Regions from separate parts of the Mus musculus genome. Here region 1 is linked to region 2. Evidence: chromatin contacts called from public Hi-C data. All regions are on one chromosome and are shown on one strand. The core of a region is the stretch at or near the end of the contact, and the rest is flanking DNA. Distances in the headings are between cores, read along the strand shown.

Region 1 (6,090 bases), core at 1,864-4,363, 84 kb after region 2:
CTCTAAGTGGTCAGACCCTGGGATGCAGACTACCAAGGGCTGTTGGACCTGCAGCTCTCTTTTGCCATAACTCAAGAGCAAGGTAGGATCCGTGACAGGTTTACAGGAGAACGTGGCTTCAAACAGCAGAGGTCAGTGTCTGGAAGCATCCCATTGTACAGCGAGGGAGACCATTGGCCACTTTGTTACCCACTCTAAACTATTTCTGATCTTCATCTTTATTTTCAGACAAATCCTGAGAAACCCTGACTCCCAGCGAATTGACAATGTGGCCCTCTTTATGTGAAGCCTTGTTTATAGGCCGCAATTCTCCTGACAGATTTACAAGAGTCTGTGGAGTTTTAAAGGACGATTGCTTAACAAGCATTAAGTGAGACACATAGGACTGTGTAAATATTTTAGCTGGAATAGGGGATTTTTTAAAAGGCCTGAGCCAAATATTGCATTAAATCTGACGACAGTGGCACATTGATCAGCAAGCGGCCAGCCCTGAGCTTCGCCAGGGAGTCCTGTAGCCAAGTCTAGATACCAAAATCCAGCCACCGAGCTAATGAAGTGTGTTCTTTAAAGGAACTTTCCACACACTCCTCCTCTGTTTTCTCCTGTGGCTTTCAATCTTCTGACTTTTATTTCCTTTATGATCTATTTAGATGTAAACACTTCCCAGAGTAGAAAATTACAGTTAAAGTAAGTGCCTAGGAAGATGGAGACACTAGGCTCTGAGGTCAGAAAAACCATGGAAGACTTGCAACCATCCCAGCTGAGCAATGTGGAAACAGGTTGCATTTTGCTATTAAGCTTGGGTGCATTAACCAATGGCTTCTTTGTAGCCAGCTGTCATACTCCAGGGAGAGAGAGAGTCTCAAGACTAGTCCGGCTACCTCATCCACCCCCTTGCTGACCTCCATGGAAGGAGAAAGCCTTTTGCCCTCAAGATTTCTGTGTCTGTGCAACTGTGTTGTGTTGCTGGGGTAACAACTACCACAAAATACACCTTTTGACTTGATAAACTAAGCAGGGGCCCACCCAGCACATGGCTCTCCCACCTGCATAATTTCTGTGGAAGTGAGAGCTTGACTCTGCCCTCGGTGATTCCACCAGCAGCCTCGTGATTTTTACTCATGAACTCCCACTAATAATATGTACATACTTGAAGTAATTCCAGTAATTCTGCCCCAAACTGCAGGCTCTGTTTCTCTTCTGCAAACGGTTCAGTCTGCCATGCATCCAAAACATTGTTTGATATTGTTGATTGGCTAATCTGAACATCCTACATTTATGTTAATGATATAAAAATGTATATTTGAGAAATAGTGTTTGATGTAAATGTGTGTGTATGTATTGATAAAATTAAATGTGTTGTTAGAATGCCCCTCTAAAAAAAAAGCGGGTTATTTAATAGACTTAAAAAACAACCTTATGCTTATTGTCAACTTTTATAGATCACCAGTTATTGTCTATTTGACTAAGTTTCTTGCCATTATCCCTTCTAGAGAATAATCACTTTAAGTTGCTGTATTCCGTGGCAGACACAGTTCTAGCCTCTGGGGCTCACCCACCTCTGCAGAGTCGCATGGAAATCACAGTTTTCAAAGACTCTCCTTGTCATCTCTCGCAGTAGTGTAAGCTTTGGCTGTACCAAAAGTGATGTGGCCACCATGTTTTGAGAACTCCGAGAACTGTTTTCCCACTTTTCATGTAGTTTAGCCTGCTACAGCCTAAGGAGGCAAACCTGAACTCAGAATACATTTGTATGGAGACAGCCATAGCTTAGCCCCCGACTCCCTGTAGGCTGCTGCAGAAAGGCTTTCCTGCCCAGCTGTAGCGGAACTGCTAAGTGACCGATGGCGTGTGCAGTTGAAAATTTCTTATGACTCTAAAATACAATGCTCATGAATTTTACAAAAGAATGTCAGAAAGTATAAGTGAAAGATTAATAGAAATTATACATGTTATGTTGGCAATTGTAGGTATATAAAAGCTCATGGATAAAGGCAACCTGTGTGTTGTTACAATTGTTACAGACAGCAAGGCTGTGATACAGAGACCTAGACATAGAAAAAACGAAAGGGAAAATGCCGGCTCCGTTCTCGCCATGGTACCATGGAAGAGTTTTCCACTAGTAGGTTTATATTGTTATTTTAATTTTCTGCACATGTGTCTGTTACCTTTATAGTACTTTTGAGAAGCTAACTGTTGGTCTTCTCCAAGATGAATTTCCTTCCCTGTAGAAGCCTAGTAATGTCATGCTTAGCTCCTGCCACACATGGCTTAGAGTCAATCTGGAAGTTGGCCTTGCTGAATTGCCATTTGTTTTCCATTCTCTCTCTCTCTCTCTTTCTCTCTCTCTCTCTCTCTCACACACACACCCCACACACACAATCTCTCTTTGTCCCTCTCTTTTTTCCCTCCCTCCTTCCTTCTTTCCTTCCCTCCTTCTGTCCCTCCCTCCTTCCCTCCTTCTTTTCTTCCTTCCTTTTTTCCCTCCTCCCTCCCTCCCTCCCTCCCTCCCTCCCTCCCTCCCTCCCCTCCTCCCTCCCTCCTTCTTTTCTTTCTTCTCTTTTTCCCCTCTCTCTTTCTCTCTCATACAAAGACTTTTTTTTGGAGACAGGGTGTTATTCCACAACCCAGCCTAAGCTAAAACTTACTATGTAGCCCAGGCTAGCCTGCAGCTCATTATCCTCCAGCCTCAGCCTCCCCGGTGCAGGGATGACTGATCCAGCTTTTCTGTCTGTTGCTTGAAATATCCTTATTTCTCTAAACAAATGGATTTATGGCAACATAGTCACAAATCCTTCTTGATAATGCTTTATCTTTCAAGTTATGTATTTATATACCTCACAAGACCTGCTAGAATTACAGTCATTAGTTCAAATGAAGGCTTCTGAAGATGACAATTTTCATGAAGACCTATGCAAGGAACATTTTTTGGTATATGGCTGGATCATTTAACACTCTATAAATCAAATCATGCCCAATCCATCTGTATTTAGGCTAGTCGTGGGTAGGTGATTAATGAATATTTTTCATGCTAATGTCTCACAGACCAAGGCTGCACCCATAACCACATAATCATCACAGTGGAAACTGTGACTCAGCTCTGATGTCCGATAGGAGGGTCCTATGAATAGTGTAGACAATGCCGTGCAAAGGCTGCAGTTGGTGGCCCGGCTTCGCAAATCTTTCCAGAAGTCCTAAAGCATGTTGGCAGGTCCTCACTTAGCCCTGTCACTTCTGCTTAAATTTCTTCATGCAAAATACTCACAATCATGGGACATTAAGGTGCATTTGATCTCCAGCAGCCTCCCTCAGTGAAGTGAATCAGAATCATGGGATTCCCCTAGGCCTGAGATTCCTGGAGGGTTTATTTTTATACAACATTCCTCTGGAGAAAGAGGCACCCACTCCCTAGAGGGCTGTGACCCTTCTGTACTTAATCAGAGCAGCCCAATGGAAGGTCCTTTCGACAGAGTCCTACTCCATAAGAGGATCTCTGAAACATCTCAGCAACTAGAAACTGATCTGATGTGTGTGTGTGTGTGTGTGTGTGTATGTGTGTGTGTGTGTGTGTGTGTGTGTGTGTGTGTGTGTGTACAAATATGTGCAGAGGCCAGAGGTTGACTTTACATCTTCCTCAACCATTTTTTTTTCTTTTTCTTGAGGCAAGGCCTCTCACTGAACCTTGAGCTTGTTTGTTTCAGATAGACTGAGTAGTCACTAGCCTCCTTCATCCCTCAGGTCTCTGTGGTTGCATAGCAAGATTTTTACCCATTGTTCCATCTAGTGCTCTCTGATCTAATTTGATGAAGTCCCTATCAAGAAAGAATTTCTTTTGGCTTTACAGTTCCAGGTGGATATAGCCTACCATGGCTGGGAGTGCATGGTCACAAAAATCTCAACTTTGGCTGTTTACATCTCATGGTCAGTCAGGAAGCAGATAGTGGACAGGAACTGGGTCTAGACACAGACCCTCAAGTTCTTCTCCCAGTCGACTCTCTCTTCCAGCAGAGAGCTACCTCATTACTGTTCTACAGCCTTCCAAAACAGCACCACTAGCTGAAGGCAGTGTTCAAGCATGTGGCCTATGGCAGGTTTTTCATGTCACCTGAAAACAAACTCTCCTTGGCCCACCTGTGCTTTAGCCATTCTTTCTCCATCTTAATTTCACACACATATTAAAACTTAACTATACATACATGGCTACAGAGTGGGTCTCTGCCTAGCCTACCGGTCTCCATCTCAGCATACCACTCCCCGCCCCCACTTAGCAGTGAACATTGTGATGTTGTCAGTGACTCCCATGGCGGCAGATTCACCAGTCACCTCCCTGTCCATTTTCTTTGATGGACAGAACTGTATAGGGCTGGTGTACACTTTGCCCTTCCCGCTGTACTGCTTTCCTCTTGCATTGGATAATTCTGCATTCCTCGTTTCTCATTTTTCCTCCCAGCTGGCCTCTCCTGCAGTGTCTGCATGCCCCAGGCTGTGTGCTGAAGCCCTCTCTTCTCTGGCTATGGTCCCTCCTTGGCAACCCATCTATTGCTGTGGCTTTAAATACCAATTTTATGTCAATGACTCCCTGGTGTATTTCTGTCTCAGTCATGTGTCCTCGAGTGCATGCTTTTATATACAACATGAGTGTCTAGTTATCATTTCAAGCTTAACATGTTCTGAGTAATACCCTGGATTCCCACTCTCAAGCTCTTTCATGGTCTGCTCCTTTACTTCAATTAAAATCTCCAGTCGAGCCGGGTGTGGTGGTGCACGCCTTTAATCCCAGCACTGGGGAGGCAGAGGCAGGCTGATTTCTGAGTTCAAGGCCAACCTGGTCTACAAAGTGAGTTCTAGGACAGCCAGGGCTATACAGAGAAGCACTGTCTTGGAAGAAAAAAAAAAAAAAAACAAAAACAAAAAAACCAAAAAACAAACAAACAAACAAAAAAACTCCAGTCGAGTATCTTCACGGTGAGCTGTTTAAAGAAAACAGCTTGTTTAAAGAAAACTCTAAGCCCCCTATGTTTATAGTGCCTTCTGATATCCTTTCCTCTTTGTGGACTCTGGAACCACCCGCCCCAGCACATCACCTGATAAATCTCTGGAGCCAGAGATCTGCTCTTATAGACACTTTCCTTGAAGCTAAACTCTGGTCAATAGGAAACCAAGGGGAAGAGGACTCTGAGTTCTTGTGATGTACTACACCACCGTGCCACCTCAACATGCTTTAGTGTCACTCCTGGTGTTCCCTCTCCCATTGCCTCTCTTGGCATTTCAATCTGTTTCATAAGCTGTCCTTTCTGAATAAGCTTTCCTAGCCCTGTATACTTTAAGAATGCCCTACCCAGTGTTCCGTGACACCACACTGTAATATAATGTATTGATTTCATGGGACTTTTGTTTCTGTTGTTTTGTTTTGTTTTGTTTTGTTTCACTGTCGGTAGGCTGCAGTTTTATAAGAGGAATGTGGGTCTTTTTTTCTTAATTGGGAATTTATTTCATTTACATTTCCAATGCTATCCCAAAAGTCCCCCACACCCTCCCCCACCCACTCCCTTACCCACCCACTCCCACTTCTTGGCCCTGGCGTTCCCCTGTACTGAGGCATATAAAGTGTGCATGACCAATGGGCCTCTCTTTCCACTGATGGCCACTAGGCCATCTTCTGATTCCTATGCAGCTAGAGACACGAGCTCCAGAGGGTACTGGTTAGTTCATATTGTTGTTCCACCTATAGGATTGCAGATCCCTTCAGCTCCTTGGGTACTTTCTCTAGCTCCTCCATTGGGGGCCCTGTGATCCATCCAATAGCTGACTGTGAGCATCCACTTCTGTGTTTGCCAGGCCCCGGCATAGTCTCACGGAATGTGGGTCTTGTTAGGTATTTATCCCTAACGTGTGGCACAGTGGCAAATAGCAGTAGTTTCCCTTCTCCTTATGCAAGAGCATTCTTCTGTCCCATCTCTAAGCTCAGTATACAACTCATTTCCATTTCTGTTCACAGCTCACATGCACAGGAGTCAGTGTGTGCTCAGGTGGCTTTAGTGAAGTTGTGAGGCATCACAGAAGCCAGCCTTGTCCAAGTCATTTGTTCCT
Region 2 (5,470 bases), core at 308-2,807:
ACTCCCTGCACCCCTCCGTCCAGCCAACTGCTTATTGTGACCAGAAGTCTCAATTACTTTGGATTTTGGAGTATTTTCCAAGTAAAAATGACCAGGCATGTTTTCACTTGTAGTAATAACGCTAAGAGGTGTTTACCAATAGTTTAGTTGCTTGGTATGTATTAACTTAGTTAATTCCACAAGACCTGAAGAAGATGATTACCATCTTATTCCCATTTTGTCATCGAGGAAATTGGAGTGGAGAGAGGTTGGGTAATTCGCCCAGCATCACACAGCTCATAAGGAGCCAATCAAGGACAGACAGCTCAGAGCCGTGTTCTTAGTTACGTGAAAACCAATGCATTCATTTAAATGTAACTACAATGTTGACTTCAGGGTCACTCCGCTAAATCAGAATACCATTTCCAGTCCTGGTCTGGTGAGAGTCGCACTGGCTCGCTGTCCATGAGCCTGGTTTGTAGGTCTCACTGACCCTAGGCAAGAATGAGGTCCTGGACAAGGCCTTTGAAGTCTCCTTATGGCAGGCGTCTCATTCTGTCAATAGATGAGCTTCAGTTTGAAGGGTTCCGAGGCTCAGGTGGTGATTCTGAAGACTAGAACACTAAACATCCAGCAGCCTTAATTTAACTTTCTGTGTAATGGGGCAACTGGGCAAGGGAATCCCATCCAGACCAATATCTCAGTACTCCTAGAGTGTTCTGCAGACTCAGCTGCCTTACAGCGTCTGCTGTGTCGTATGAGGCCTGGATACTCATCCGGCCTCAGAGAGTAACTGTGATTTTAATAACCCCTATTTAGCTTTGATGGAATAATTTTAAAATGAAGTTCTTTTAAGTACTGGCAATCTTTGGAAAATCACAATGCAGCTTTGGAGTCAACTACCTTGCCTTGAAGGTAGCTGACTAGGGTCTGGGTTTTTTTGTTTGTTTGTTTTGGGGTTTTTTGAGTTTTTTTTTTTTTGGTCTGTTTGTTTTTTGTTTTTGTTTTTGTTTTTTAGCATTTAGCATTTATAAGTATCATAGCATCTGGAAAGGAAGTTTAAACAACTTTCCAGGTACAAAATATCAGAATTTATCTGCCTGTGGAGACCTTGTCTCACAGACGTTTAGAAACTGAATGAGCATATTGCAGACCAAGTTGCACACACATTTCTTTCTCTAAAGATGCAACATTCATTCACCGTTGTCCATGTACACAAAGAGTACTTGACAGCCATAGCCATTGGTAGAACTGGTCTGGAACTACTGGGTTGGCGTGGCTCCTCACCACCCCACCATCCCTTAACAGACTTTTTTTTCTGTGTGTGTTCTAAAGGCCAAGAGTTCAGGTTACACCAGACAGAGCTGTCCACTTACTTCCTAAGGGAGCCTGGTTTAACCCCAGTCCTGTGGCCACACTTGTAATTTTTGATAAAATACCTTTGACCTGCTGTTTGATTTCCTTTTGGCCCAACCTGAGTTCTCTCCAGCTGAGGCTAATTTGCATGGCTGTAAACACGAGCCTTACAAAGCTCACCAACTGTGATAAAAGCAAAAGAAACCTGAGACCCCTGGAAACTCAAAAATTGGACTTTGGTGTCTACTGCTGACTCTGAGTCACACGTCAGCCCGGGAGGCTGCCAGCCAGCAGCAGCTAAAGAAATGTTATTCTGATTGATCTGATTAGAACTGCAAGGTTAGCCATGGTCAATTTACAAAGACAGTATGAGAAGAAATCATGTGTACAGTCCTGTTATGGGTCAGTGAGGCCCCCGCCAGAAGTTTGAAAAGCCAGGACCGTTATCAGATCTCCTCAGTGGGGTACAAATGGGATTGGAGGTTTAGGGGCCCTCCAGTGAAATGAATGACAAAGAGGTTTTGGCTCCCCGTGAGTCATGCTTGTTTCCAGCTGGATTCCTTACCTGCCAGGGCCTTCCAAGTGAGTGTCGGACCCCTGAGCAGCCCAGGGCCCCCGGACAAGCACTTTAGATCCTCTGCACTGGAAAGAAGGTGAAAAGGCTAATTTGACACGGCCATGAGGCACTCTGCTGACCCACAGAAGCAGCCAGATGGAACCTATTGGGCAGTTTGATCCCTTCCTTTACCACAACAGTGGTTTAATTGGGATCTGGCTCCAGGCCCCGGTTACTAAATAACCTGAGTTTTAGTGTTTTCATCTTCATTAATGAACTTTTATGCCAGGTGCCTTATTAAGTCACATGAAGGTGTTTTGCATGTGCAAAATATCCCAGGTGAGAAGGGGAGTCTTAAAAACAAAAGAGAGCTCCGAGTCCATTCACGGTCTGGTTATCGAATTGTTCTCTACCCTCATAGACTCTGTCAACTTTCTCAGTTTAGGACAAGCCTGGAACATTGCTTTTCATGTGCCTATTGCATTCTCACCAATCCTGAAAACTGCTGGAGCATCCTCCTCGGGCGTGGTTCTCTCTTCCCTGTCCACCTCAGGAACATCCTTGTGACCTGCAACTCTGGGATAAAGCACATTAATTAACAAAGAGAGACGCATTTAAAACAGGGCCAAAGAAAAGCCACAGTGCTTAAGCTGGGGCTTATTATAAATAGATCACTCTGTACTCTAATCATCTTGCTAATGGAAAAGCTGAGACTCTGAGATGATTGCTCAGGGAAGAATGCGATTCAGTGTGCAGCAGCGAGATGCCTGCAGCACTCTATGTTTAGAAGGCATTAGTAAGACATCAGGGAGCTGGGTCTTGTGATGCCTTTTGTGAAACTCAGCCTTTTAGGGGCTTAGCCTTTGAATTGCCACTCATGGAAGCTATGGGCTTCTGAGGCTGGAGAAGGGGGTGGAGCTTGGATCAGGACACAGAACTCTCACCTATCAGCTGAGATCCGCATTTCTGCTCAGAGCAACAGGAAGTCAGTCTGTGGCAAAGCCGTAGAAGAGGCCTGAAAATAGACCTTTTTTGGCCAGGTGCCTTGTTAAGTCACATGAAGGTGTTTTGCATATGCAGAATATCGTAGGTGAGTAGGGGGTCTTAAAAGCAATCTAGAGCCACAAATACCAGGGCTTCATTCCCAATCCACTGATCCAGTTATCACATTGTTCTTTGCTCTTTCATGGACTCTGTCAACTTTCTCAGTTTAAGGTAAGTCTGGAACCCAGCTTTTAAGCATTCTTTTTCACATGACTATGGCATTTTCATCAATACTTAAGATGATGGATGGGACTTCAGCTTGGGATGTATCCAACCATGTGCTTTCTCTAGCAAGCCCAGTGTGATAAGAGACAAGAGTAGACTAATCATAGAGCTAGAGTATAAGAAGGCCTGAGGGGCTTGACAAACAACTGTCCATTTCCGTGCATGGGACAAATCCTTCCATTTTCCTAAGGTTCAACCGTACGGTAGTCTGCAAAAGATCGACACTGTTTCCACTGAATCGCCAGCATCACCATCACCAGAAACAGCAACAACAATGAACATCTTCAGTGTCATCCCAAAGGATAGCAGAAGGCTGGGTTATACCAGATGTCTCATCCCTCACTCAGTGATGCTTGGGCCCGACTGGCTAAGCAGAAATCCATTTTGCTCTACCTTTGTGTTTGTGTGAGCCCTGCTGGGGCACAACTACACAATTAAAATGAAGGAATTTCAGCTAGATGCTGGGAGATGAATGCCCTCAAAGCCAAATGAAACCCATGGGGTAGAACAAACATTAACAGAATGTCCCTCTGCTTCCTGGCACTGTGTTTAATGGACTTTGATGTAGCCCACGTCCATGCAACAGTGTAAACGGACATGGCCAGTAGCATGACGTGGCCTCCTTCAGTCTTTGTAGACTACGATGGCTGTAAACAAATAATGCCGACATCAGTACAATGGCTGGCTTAGGGGAGGATGGGATCCTTAATTATGATGCTTTCCTAGGCTGAGTTTTTCGGCTAACGAGTTCACTGAGTTAACTGCCATATTTATACATGTATTTTAAGAGCAGGGTTGTTTTTGTTTGTTTGAGTTGTTGTTATTGTTGTTGTGGGGTGTTGAGACAAGGTCTCATTCAGACTGACTTACAATTCATACCGAAACTCTTTTTCTGAACCTCTGAAATTCTGGAATTGGAGCCGTGAAGCACTGTGCCTGGCAAGTCAAGAAACTTTGTTTTGAAGCTGTTTTAGAAATTGTAATGGAGAACATTGCAAATGTCCACAAAGGATAAGAACTTCTCCATGTGGTGCACGCCCTTCAGTAAAAATAAGATCGTGGTAGAAATCATTCATTCATCCACTCATTCAACAGCCAAACATTTCATACATGTAAAACAGAAATGCTTTTGTTTTTAAAACTGTAGTCATCAGTACTAGTCGTGGACTAAGAAACTAAGTATAATAGAATTTGAAGAATAGTTACCACACAAAAAAATAAATTATTGGGTGTGAAAATTCAAAGGTGAAGCTGAAATGTATGGTTGTAAATATTTAAATCACACAAGATAAGGATAACAATGTGAAGCTTCCAAAATTAATGTCTAAAACAATAGAAAGAACCAAACCAAAAAAACCAAAGGAATTAGAAGAAAAATTTGAATTAATAGCAGAAAGCTGGTTTTGCAATTTACAGTTTCCTGGGGATAAGCTCTGTACATTTAAAATGACGTAAGAATGGAAATTTTAGAAAATTTAACCACAGCACAGCAAATCAATACAGACAACAATTTCTTTGCAGACATCACCAGTATTCACAAGGTCAGCAGAACTGTGAACAAATGAACAAGTAACAGTGTTGAGAAGTAAGAGTGCAGGTTCCTTCCAACACAGAGGAGGTGTATGTGGCAGACCATGGGCCAACCCTGCCAGTAAATGAAATAGCATGAGGTAACTCCCTAGAAAAATATCAACTATCAGAACAGCCAAGAAGAAATCAGGCACCTGGATGGCTCTATAAATATTAAGGAAATTAGATTAGTAGGTTCAAATCATCACGCAGAGCACGGGCCAGGGCCATATGGTTTTATTGCTCCCAACTTTCCCTAGACAGTGCTTCAGGGAATTGAGCATCATGTTAACGTCATGGATAGTATCTGTGTTCTTGATGGGGCTACCAGACAAGGACCTGGGTCAGACACAGGGGAAACCACAAAGGTAGAAACAAAGACCCCAGGCAGCATCGTAACAAACGGGATGCAGCACAGCCTAAGAATAGTGTAAAGATTGATGTGACTTGTTTCAGAAAGAAAAATTTAATTCAAAATAATAAAGTACCTTTGTAGATTAATGGCTTGTTAACAGATTAAGGAAAGAAAAACAACATGGTTATCAAAAATGATGCAGAAACCTTTTGCTAAATGTCATTATGATGTATAATGAAATTTTATAGCTAATTATGCGTGGAAAGAGCATGCATGGTTATTGTTTAACAAAACCCCTATTAAAAAGACACAAGATAAAGGTATATTTGTTGAGGATTTTAAAGCTTTTTGAAGTCAGAACAAAACAGGAACACCTACATCTTCTG

Evidence for each region. A called contact is a pair of places that touch in the nucleus more often than the background predicts.
Region 1: a contact with region 2 is called in a Hi-C map of embryonic fibroblasts, with 2.6 times the contacts expected there. The contact joins two enhancer-like sites. A contact is called at or near these places in 7 of 484 Hi-C or Micro-C datasets (the 3T3-L1 cell line, the STO cell line, embryonic fibroblasts and 3 more) and 2 of 115 datasets of contacts at active chromatin or transcription factors (liver and pancreatic cancer cells).

The regions. Positions count from the first base shown.
Region 1 is chr2:113,618,723-113,624,812 of GRCm38.p6, forward strand. The region is part of intron 15 of Fmn1 (formin 1); the gene reads left to right. Among named protein-coding and RNA genes, the nearest start is that of 4930533B01Rik, 87 kb to the right of the region's middle. Within about 2 kb of position 3,114, at least 45 of the 459 cell types and tissues checked have an H3K27ac peak or open chromatin away from gene starts, as enhancers often do. A contact at or near this core is called in the STO cell line, embryonic fibroblasts and pancreatic cancer cells, where this site is marked.
Region 2 is chr2:113,536,529-113,541,998 of GRCm38.p6, forward strand. All of the region lies in intron 7 of Fmn1 (formin 1), which reads left to right. Among named protein-coding and RNA genes, the nearest start is that of Gm13963, 150 kb to the left of the region's middle. Within about 2 kb of position 1,558, at least 49 of the 459 cell types and tissues checked have an H3K27ac peak or open chromatin away from gene starts, as enhancers often do. A contact at or near this core is called in the STO cell line, embryonic fibroblasts and pancreatic cancer cells, where this site is marked.